Linked DNA regions of Mus musculus: regions 1 and 2 are each linked to region 3. A link is a contact called in public promoter capture Hi-C data. All regions are on one chromosome and are shown on one strand. The core of a region is the stretch at or near the end of the contact, and the rest is flanking DNA. Distances in the headings are between cores, read along the strand shown.

Evidence for each region. Promoter capture Hi-C pulls out the DNA fragments that hold promoters and counts their contacts.
Region 1: a contact with region 3 is called in a promoter capture Hi-C map of pre-B cells, with 11 times the contacts expected there. The contact joins the promoter of Sumo1 here to the promoter of Tyw5 in region 3. A contact is called at or near these places in 2 of 39 promoter capture datasets (HPC-7-derived erythroid cells and pre-B cells), 1 of 115 datasets of contacts at active chromatin or transcription factors (the 230-238 cell line) and 1 of 9 other capture datasets (adipose tissue).
Region 2: a promoter capture Hi-C map of hippocampal neurons shows a contact between it and region 3, with 7 times the contacts expected there. The contact joins the promoter of Sf3b1 here to the promoter of Tyw5 in region 3. A contact is called at or near these places in 3 of 39 promoter capture datasets (embryonic stem cells, hippocampal neurons and liver) and 3 of 115 datasets of contacts at active chromatin or transcription factors (embryonic forebrain, embryonic stem cells and stem cell-derived neural progenitor cells).

Annotation. Positions count from the first base shown.
Region 1 is chr1:59,668,977-59,672,095 of GRCm38.p6, reverse strand. It overlaps Sumo1 (small ubiquitin-like modifier 1), which reads left to right and starts at 1,262. Exons shown (of 5, transcript NM_009460.2): 1 at 1,262-1,416. The coding sequence starts at 1,405.
Region 2 is chr1:55,025,992-55,028,870 of GRCm38.p6, reverse strand. Sf3b1 (splicing factor 3b, subunit 1) reads left to right here and starts at 1,393. Exons shown (of 25, transcript NM_031179.2): 1 at 1,393-1,532. The coding sequence starts at 1,505.
Region 3 is chr1:57,404,965-57,408,071 of GRCm38.p6, reverse strand. It overlaps Tyw5 (tRNA-yW synthesizing protein 5), which reads left to right and starts at 1,398. Exons shown (of 8, transcript NM_001037742.2): 1 at 1,398-1,688. The coding sequence starts at 1,611. Maip1 (matrix AAA peptidase interacting protein 1) reads right to left here and starts at 1,806. Exons shown (of 5, transcript NM_001081181.3): 1 at 850-1,806. The coding sequence starts at 1,299.

The DNA of each region.
Region 1 (3,119 bases), core at 13-2,512, 2.3 Mb before region 3:
ACATAAAATAAATAAATAAATCTTAAAAAAAAAACCCTAAAACAGTCTTACATAAACACCGTTGAAACATTTTAATTTTGTATATGCAGTGAAATAGGGATTTAAATTCTTTCTCCTTTCGCATGTGAATGTTCAGTATTTTCATTAGTAATTATATTGTACCTACTAATTTTTAATTTTGTATGGGTGTTTTTGTCTGAATGTGTTTATGAACCGCATTCAGGCTTTGGCTTGGTGCTGAAAAAAGTATCTGATTCTTGGGACTAGAGTTACAGGCAGTTTTGAATGCATGCATGGGTGCTGGGACTCAGACTTGAGTCCTCTGGAAGAGTAGCCAGTGCTCTTTGACTACTGGGTCATTTATAGTTGGCTCATTACTATTTACAGAAAAGATTATTTTACTAATGTCTTGTTCTGTGAAGGGTTTTTGATTTAAGTTTTCATTTTTCCCCCTTTACTTATTATAACCTTAATCCTCCTTGAATGCTTGTGCAAGGTCACTGTATTCAAAGGAAGCAGTTTAGGTCTTTCTATGACACAAGGCAACTAGTTTATGCGTTGGAAGGCGCTCCTGCCTACAACTTCAAAACTTTCAGTAGCATTTTAGTTGTCTGTAGCCACCAAGACTTTGTTCTAGCTGGGGGTGTGGTGGCACTTGGGAGGCAGAGGCAAGAGGATCTCTACGAGTTGGAGGCCAGTCTGGTTGACATTGCAATGTTCTATAATAGCCAAGGCTATTAGTGAGACCCTGCCTCAAAACACAAGAACAAAAGATGTGTCCTGAAGGGTCGTCTTTTTGTGCCCCCTCATCTCCCCCGCCCCCAACAGGGTTCTATGTCCTGTCCTGGAACTCACTTTGTAGATGAAGATGGCCACGAACTCACAGAGATCCGGTAGCCTCTGCCTCTATCACCCGGAGTCACGAATGTGGCAACAGCAAGCATGAGGGGCCTATAAAAATACTATACGGGTAATTCACTATATTCAGTGAGGGTTGGTCCGGGCCTCAGAAGCGCGCAAGTCGTCCCACCGGGAGGAGCCTAAGCAGTCAGTTTGACCCCAGACATTCGGCCTGCAGGCAAAGCGCTGGTCTCCCTGAGGGCTGCGGCAGCGGGCCTGATTCTCCCTCCCTCCGAAGTCCTAGCAGTTCTCTTGCTCCAGGCAAGTAGTTTACAACCTGGAGGATTTTAGCCCCCGGCCTTCCTTACGGCGTTTTCCCGCTTCCTTTTCCCGTCTTCGCTAACTCGCCTCTGCGCGCAGCGGAAGTGACGCAAGACGTAGAGGAAGTCCCTGCAGCCGCGGTGTTGTGCTGTAGAGAAGGGACGGATTTGTAAACCTCAGAGTGAGGTTCTGCCTGCCGGAGGCCGCAGTGGTGCGGAGACCCCCGGGTGAATCCACGTCACCATGTCTGACCAGGTACCGGGCCGGGGCCTTAGGGCTCAGGGCCGTCGGCCGCGGGCTGGGGCCCTGGACTGAGGCGCGGGGGAGGGGGCGGCTGGAGAAGGGGGCTGCCCGTGGGGAGGGGGCCGCGAGGGACGCGGGGCGCCTGGCGGAGTCGGGCCAGGCCGCCTGGGACCCCGGGGCTCTGGGTTCCACGCGCCCTCCGCGCCCCTCTCCGAGGCCCCTACCCCCGCGCCACCCGGCGCCGGGGCTCTCTCGACGGCGCCCAGGTTTCTCGCGGGCTCGCAGGGGGCCCAGGCCCGCTCCCTTGTCCCCGAGAGCAAGCTGAGGGGAAAACGACCGTTTCCCTTCGGACGACGGATGGCAGAAACCAGGCCCTAGGCCCAGTTATGTAACGGGAGGGAAATCCCCGACTGGGAGGCTAGGTGGCCCTGAAAAGCAGCTCGACTCCACTTTGGGTTCTTGGTCCCGGAGAGTGGGGGGCGGCCGGGGAGCCGTGTCTGAGGTGACTGGGAGCCCAGAGGACGCTGCTTTTCCGTTGTGTTTGCCTGGAGGGTCCGTCCATCTCTGCACACCTCAGTCTTTTTTTTTTTTTTTTCCTTCCGGGGGTGCGGAACGGTCCGCTCTTTCGCTGTACTTTCCATTTCTTACTCGGGATTGGTCCATCAACTCTCCAGTTCTCAGAGCGCTCAGAATAACCGAGAAACAGCAAACTGTGTATGGAGTGCCACCACCAACAAGCCATTTCGTCTGGGCTTTAACCAGCAGATGCTTGGCACTTTAAAAAAAAATATAGCACGTTTTTTGTTCTTTGATAATCAGATGACGCATTTAGATTATATGCACCCCCAAACCTCTCTTCCAGAAGTTTCTGAACTAATTTTCGAAGAAATAGAGAAAAAAAAAGTTATCCGTGTTGTACAATTGCAGAATATTTGCAGAAAGCTGTCAATTAGTAGTAAAACAGTGTGTCTCGGTTTTGGAATCAAGGATTTGCATGGTATTTGCCTTCAAATAGGAGTGACTCCTTGCCACCTAAATTTTTCTTCATCCTATTTTAGTTACTACCTTTGTGGCTAGTTTTTATATACATAAGGTTTTGGTCTGACTTTGCTTTGGTTTGCTCAGATGACTTAATTTTCAGAGTATTTTTTTTTTAACTTTTTCTTCTTTTGTGATAATTATTCAGTAAACTTTTTCATTCAACTTCACAATGTAGTTGGACTTTTTTAAAAAAAAAATTTGTTGTTGTTGTTTGAGACACGGATTTTCTGTGTAGCCTTGGCTTTCTAGGAACACTCTGTAGACCAGGCTGGCCTCCAATTTATAGAGATCGGCCTGTTTCTGTCTCCTGAGTGCTGGGATAAAAGGCTTGTGCCACCACAGACTGGCCAGGGTGGTTCTATTTTTATAGCCTATCTACACTGTAGACTAATTGTGGCATGGATTTACTTATTAATAATCTGAATTAATCCTCTTTTGGGATAGAAATGACTTTATGAATAATTTGTTTATGACAGTTGTTTACTTAGTTACCAGCTCAGAAAGATCAGCTGTAAATGCTTAAGTCCTGGAACTCTGTAGACCAGGCTGGCCTTGAACTCAGAAATCCCCCACTACCTCCCAAGTGCTGGGATTAAAGGCGTTGCCACCACGCCTGGCCTTTGTTTTTTCTTTTCTTTCTTTCTTTTTTTTTTTTTTTTTTTTCTTTTTTTTTT
Region 2 (2,879 bases), core at 144-2,643, 2.4 Mb after region 3:
TTGTTTTTTGAGACAGGGTTTCTCTGTGTAGCCCTGTGGAACTCACTTTGTAGAACAGGCTGGCCTTGAACTCAGAAATCCGCCTGCCTCTGCCTCCTGAGTGCTGGGATTAAAGGCGTGCGCCACCACGCCCAGCATGAAAAAATCTTATTTTTATAAAAGAGGATTCACAAGACAATTCTGGGTGATCTTTTAGTGATGTTTATCATTACTCTGGAACTCCAGGAAGTATTTAGCTTCTACAATTACCACAAATGCAGCAAATGCTCCTTTGAATCTGTTATAGAAATGATAAGCCTTCCCAGTGAGAAAGCATCCTGCACATTTGGAGGATAATAAAGGAAAAAGGTCTGGCACAGCTGGCTCTGGCTAATGCTCGGTAGGGCCAGCCTTGAATACATTTTGATAACTTAGAGACACCTTAGGCTTATTTTCTCCAAATATGAGGTTATCCTCAAATTTGTAATTTAGGTCCCAACCCTGGGTTACATTTAGTACAACTTAAACAGAGACAGAAGGCTGAAAATCTGGTCAATAGGTCACTCCTATTTGCCTGGTCATTTAGGCATCAGTTATTGCCAGAATTATTTTAAGTGCACCAGTGTTGTACTTTTTCAAATAGTTGTTACCTGGGGTCATCTTACCCATTTGGCAGAATTATGTTTCTCTCAAGAAAAGAACTGGGCTTTATTGTAGATCAGGACTTAACATTGCTTGTGACCCTATACTATTCCCTTGAGCTGCCTGTTAAGAGAAGTATTCTACCGTATCTAATGGCTGGTCAATACTGGTGAACCAACATTAACATCTTAGGCATCATAAACTTTATTTCTAACAGGCCTGGCTAGCATACTGTTTATTTTTTGGGTGTCTTGGAGGCAGTGTTCCTTTGGCTAAATTCTATTTTGTGTAATTTAATCTCTCTCTCTCTCTACTTTTTATTTTTGTTTTTTTCGAGACAGGGTTTCTCTGTGTAGCCTTGGCTGTTCTGGAACTCACTCTGTAGACCAGGCTGGCCTCGAACTCAGAATCTGCCTGCCGCTGCCTCCCAAGTGCTGGGATTAAAGGGGTGCGCCACCACTGCCAGGCTCCTTTGGTTTTATTAAAGACAGGCTTTGTCTGTACAGCCCTGGCTTCGGGAACTCTCTTTGTAGACCAGGCTGGCCTCGAACTGCCTCTTCTCTTCCGAGTGCTTGAATTAACGGCACGTTACCCACCACTGGCCGGACAGGCTACAGCCCTCTTGGGAAGTAGCCATCCTCTTCCGCGTTTAGTCTTCCCCGCGGTTTCGCTGGCTTTTTAAGGAAGCCGCCGGGAGCCCGCCCTGGCCCCGCCCACTCCCATAATGCCCCTCGCAGTCTCATATAGGTGGCAGTTGAAGTACGTGCTACAGTGCGGCGCGCGCTCCCGGGTGCGCACGCTCAGAGAGCGGCCTCTGTTTCTGGCGGCGGCGAGCGGAAGTCCTTGGGAGCGCCAGTTCCGTCTGTGTGTTCGAGTGGACAAAATGGCGAAGATCGCCAAGACTCACGAAGGTAAGCGGCCTTTCCCTTCCCACGCGCGACCTCGGCAGCCAGCCAGCCGCGGCCCTCTCTCCTGGCTTTCTGCGTCTTCGCGTGGCATCTCTGGTCTCGACCGAGGCCGCGCGGCGAGGCCTGCTCGGCTCGTCGGCGCAGGCCGCTGCCCGCGTAATGGCGTCCTCTCGCACTCCGGGACCGGCGCTTTGTTCCGCGCTGGCTGTTGGTGCTTCCGAGTTCTCTTGTTCTGACCGGAGAGCCTCGCTCGAGCGGCTTGCCCCGGGGGACTCCCGGGGAGGGAGCGGGGAGGCGGACGTGGGAGGCCGACTTTCTCGCCCCCCGGGCGCTATCGTCGGCAGTTCGTACCTGGAAAGCCCTGAATGACGGCAGCCGCTTTCGGGCCGCTCCTAACGGAGGCCGCTTCAGCGCAGGCCTGCCAATCCCAGCCTTCGCGATACAGGCATCTCCAAGGCGGCTGGATCGTGTTGTGGTGCTTGCACTAAATGATTCCGGCAGAAAATCTGGTAGTTTACTCCTTTAATCACTTGTGTCCTGGTGTTCTATCTTTTTCCCTTTGAGAGCTAGGTGTTGGAGAATCAGGAGGAAGAGAGAAGGAAAGGCAGATTTGACCAGTTGCCAAAGTTTTCTGGGTAGTCGCTTATTTTATGCTGCACAAGAGTAAACAGAGCTAGAAACATGTTGAGAAGCAACCAGATTCCATAAGGAAAGTAACCAGAGAAGACGGGAAGGAATTTGAGTCTGAGAGACAGAATCCCTGTTTCTTGGCTCCCGGTTAAGAAGCCAAAATTTACGCTGACACTAAGTCACTAAACCCGTCCTTTCTAAGTGTGTGTCTCGGTGTTAGAGAGAGGTAACAAGCTAAGGATGTCAGAAATTTGACAGTTTGATGTGGAAGCAGATGTGTGAATATTCTCTTAGAAAATCAAAGGAATGTGTACAGAGAAGTAAAGCCAGTACTTTCTGAGAAGCTGGGTAACGGAGCCATTAATTTATGCTTAGTTATTTTTGGGAGGTGGTGACGCGGCGCTGATAAAAAAGGATCAATCAGTTTTAAATTAGGGGAGGATGTCTGAGCCGGAGGGAACATCTTGTACCATGCAGTGAGTGTCGCTGTGGTAGGATAGAGGAGGGTGTAAGGAGGGAATTCCGATGCGAATCTAAAGAGATGGTTTAGGACCAATAGCTGGGACATTTGAGGAACTGAAAATACTAACACTTTTGAAAGCCAGAAATGTCCCTGCATTAACTAGTCTTTTGTCTTTAAACATGAAAGTACAACACATGTTTTTGTTTTCTTTTTTGAGATAGTCTTACTATGTAATTCCGGTTGCCCTGAAACTTCCT
Region 3 (3,107 bases), core at 149-2,648:
AATTAAAAATACCAGCATATAGTCAATGTTGTTAAATTATTATCCTGATGGTCTATTCCAGTATGAACTGGAGAATAAACTATGACTTCTACCTTTGTATTAATCAACAGTTTTGAAATGCTAGGGACTGACAACCTAAGAAAATGAAAGGAGATTTAAAAAGTCTTCCTGGAAAGAAAAGCATGTACACACAAACTGTGTCAATGATCTTGAGATTCAAAGTGACCATTGTTAAGGCAACATCACTTGCTATTCAGAAAGGTCACGATGGGCAAAGTCAGAGCTAGGAATCACCAGTGTGCTAGACCTGGACACTAAGTAGACCAGCAGCCTCAGCAAACTCTTATCCTTGACAGAATATATAGGTAGAGAATGCAGAAGGCAATTCAGATCTGTCAAACAGCTGGTAGGAAACTGCCTTTGTACCTGAAATGATATGTTATTACTTTGGCAGTGTTATCTTATTCCTCACCATAACTTACTCCATTCGATTTACTTAACAAATACTTATGAAGTGCCTACTATGTGTGCCAGGCACTGTCTTCTCTAATCTTCTAATTCTGGAAAAATCATACCCAAAGGATTAACTAATTTTAGAGTGGCACTGACAAACAGGCTTTGAACTTAGGCCTTCATCCTAGTTTCTTGAATGAACCCCTCCTCCCTGACGACCATGCGAACACACTTAGAAGCTTATTAAAGTCCTGAAGTGGCCGAAAGATTCAGTGTCTAGGTCACTACCATCGTTGGATACCACGGGTCGCAATGAAGAAACTTCATGGCTAAACACTTGATCACGGAAACGCTGAATGCACGAGGCAGAGAGGTCAGTTAGGGGAGCAAACAAACCTGCTTCGCCCCTTCAGAGAACTCAGCGATACTGAACTCTTTGTCGAAATAGGCCCAAATAAGGAAGGCGTAAATTCGAGTCCGGACCCAGTTGATGGGATTGGAAAATCCCAGAATGATCATTCTGGTTCTCTGGCGTTGCTGGGGCTGCTCCTCGGTGCTGTAGCTGCGGCTGGGACTAGCGGGTAAAGAAGCGAGGGCTGGAGGATGTTCTACCCGGCCGAGAAGGGATCTTCGGGAGCTCCAGGAACGCAACGCAGGGCTTGTCCAGGCCCGAGTGTAGCGAGGGATCGGAGCCGCGCTTGAGCCCAGGCGACGGCGGCACAGGCAGCAAATTTCAGTCAGCGTCAGCCTCACCTCGGTGCTACCGAGAGTCCGGAGTCGGGTGACCGGGCCGGGCAGCGGCCGGGAAAGCAGGGGCAGAGGTAGGAGACGGGCGGCCAGCGCCATGTTTGTGACCTTTCACCTCTGCATGCCTGTGCAGTACTGAAAGCAGGCCGGAGGGAAACCAGCTCGCCGGGGTTGGAGAAGTGGAGCCAAGGCCGCCTCGCTGCCGCCGCCTCGGGTGAGTCCTCTCATTTCGGCTGTGTTAGCCCTCAGCCCAGGCCGAAGCCCTCGGGCTCCCCGCCGTGCGCACTTCGAACCAGCCGCCGCCCTCTGGGGTCAGTCACCTACGCGGACCATTTCTTCCGGAGTAGTGTTTCCAGGGGAAATCACGCGTGGAAGAACTCGTCCAAATTCCCAGGCCTGTGAATTTCACCATGGCTGAGCAGCGTCTTCCGGTACCCCGGCTGCGGGGCGTCTCCCGGGAGCAGTTCATGGAGCATCTTTATCCACAGGTGAGGAGGCCCGCCGCGGAAAGGCAGGGGAGACACCCCGGTACCTTCTGGCGGCCCATCTGCTCTCCTGCAACCCAGAGATTGTTCGGGGGAAGAGAAGGCGCTCTGCTGTCAAGGGAGTGAGCGGAAGGGACCTGTAGCCCTGCTCGGGAATTCAAAGCCCCGGAGAGAAACGGCCCCACATTTTTGGGGAGCAGGATGACCGGAGAAAGCTGGGTGGCACGAAGCTCACTGAGAGGTCGCGCGTGTGGCTTTCTGACCTCACGTGCTCCCTTTCTATGGAGTTTTTCCTAAAGTCTAGTTCAGGATCCCTCGCCCTTCTCTTGCTTGGTCCTAACAGCCCCTGGAGTATTTCGAGATATTAGATTTTTGAAACTCGATATTTCAGTCTAATGAAGGATTGCAACAGGGAAACCAATGGAAATCGTCTCGTAGGTTTCCTCTGGTACAAGTCATTCCTTGATTTAAGCCAGAATCATAATTAAGGATTAAGCCCTTTAGTTTTGTTTTGTTGTTTTGTTTTTTCCGAGACAGGGTTTCACTGTATAGCTCTTGCTGTCCTGGAACTCACTCTGTAGACAAGGCTGGCCTCGAACTCATAAATCCGCCTGCCTCAGCCTCCGAAGTGCTGAGACTAAAGGCGTGCGCCACCACCGCCCGGCTCCCTTTAGTTTTTAAAGAAAGAAGTAGCAGAAAGCAGTTAGATTTAAGAAAAGAAAATAAGTTTGCTCTCAGGACTTTTCAAGAAAGTCCAAGTATCAGAATAACAGAGTAAGGATTCTGGCGATTATTCTAAGGGAAAAAGTCTCTGAAGTATATTAGTGGTAGTAAGATAGGATCTGTAGCTACAGCTACGCTATGCTGCTGGAGCAGCCTGAAGTGTTCCTTTGAGAAGACAGGATTACTGATGACCCTAGAAGAATTTCTAATTGAGTCAATATAAGGCAGAGTTTAAGTTTACTAAGAAGTTGTAGTTCATGTTTCAAGAGAGATGCTTTGGGCTAATACTATAGTTTGATCAGGTAAAACCATGGTTCACTAACATTGCACAAGGAGGTTAAGATGTGTCTTTTTTTACAGGTCAGTGGTGGCACATGCTTTTAATCCCAACATTCAGGAGGCAGAGGCAGGCAGATCTCTGAGTTCCAGGCCAACCTGATCTACAGAGCAAGTCCCAGGACAGCCAGGGCTTCATGGAGAAATCTTGTCTCAAAAACAAACAAAGAAGAAACAAAACCAAAAAAACCCCCAAAATATAAAAAGACAAGTCTTTTACTGCTGGTGGAGCTTTAATCTTGCTCATGAGAATCCTAGAAAATAACTATCTTACAGGAAAGGTGATAAGCCGTACCTGGTCATATGCGTTTTGGCCTTAGACATGATTTGTTACTATTATAATATTCTTACTTATAAAAAGAA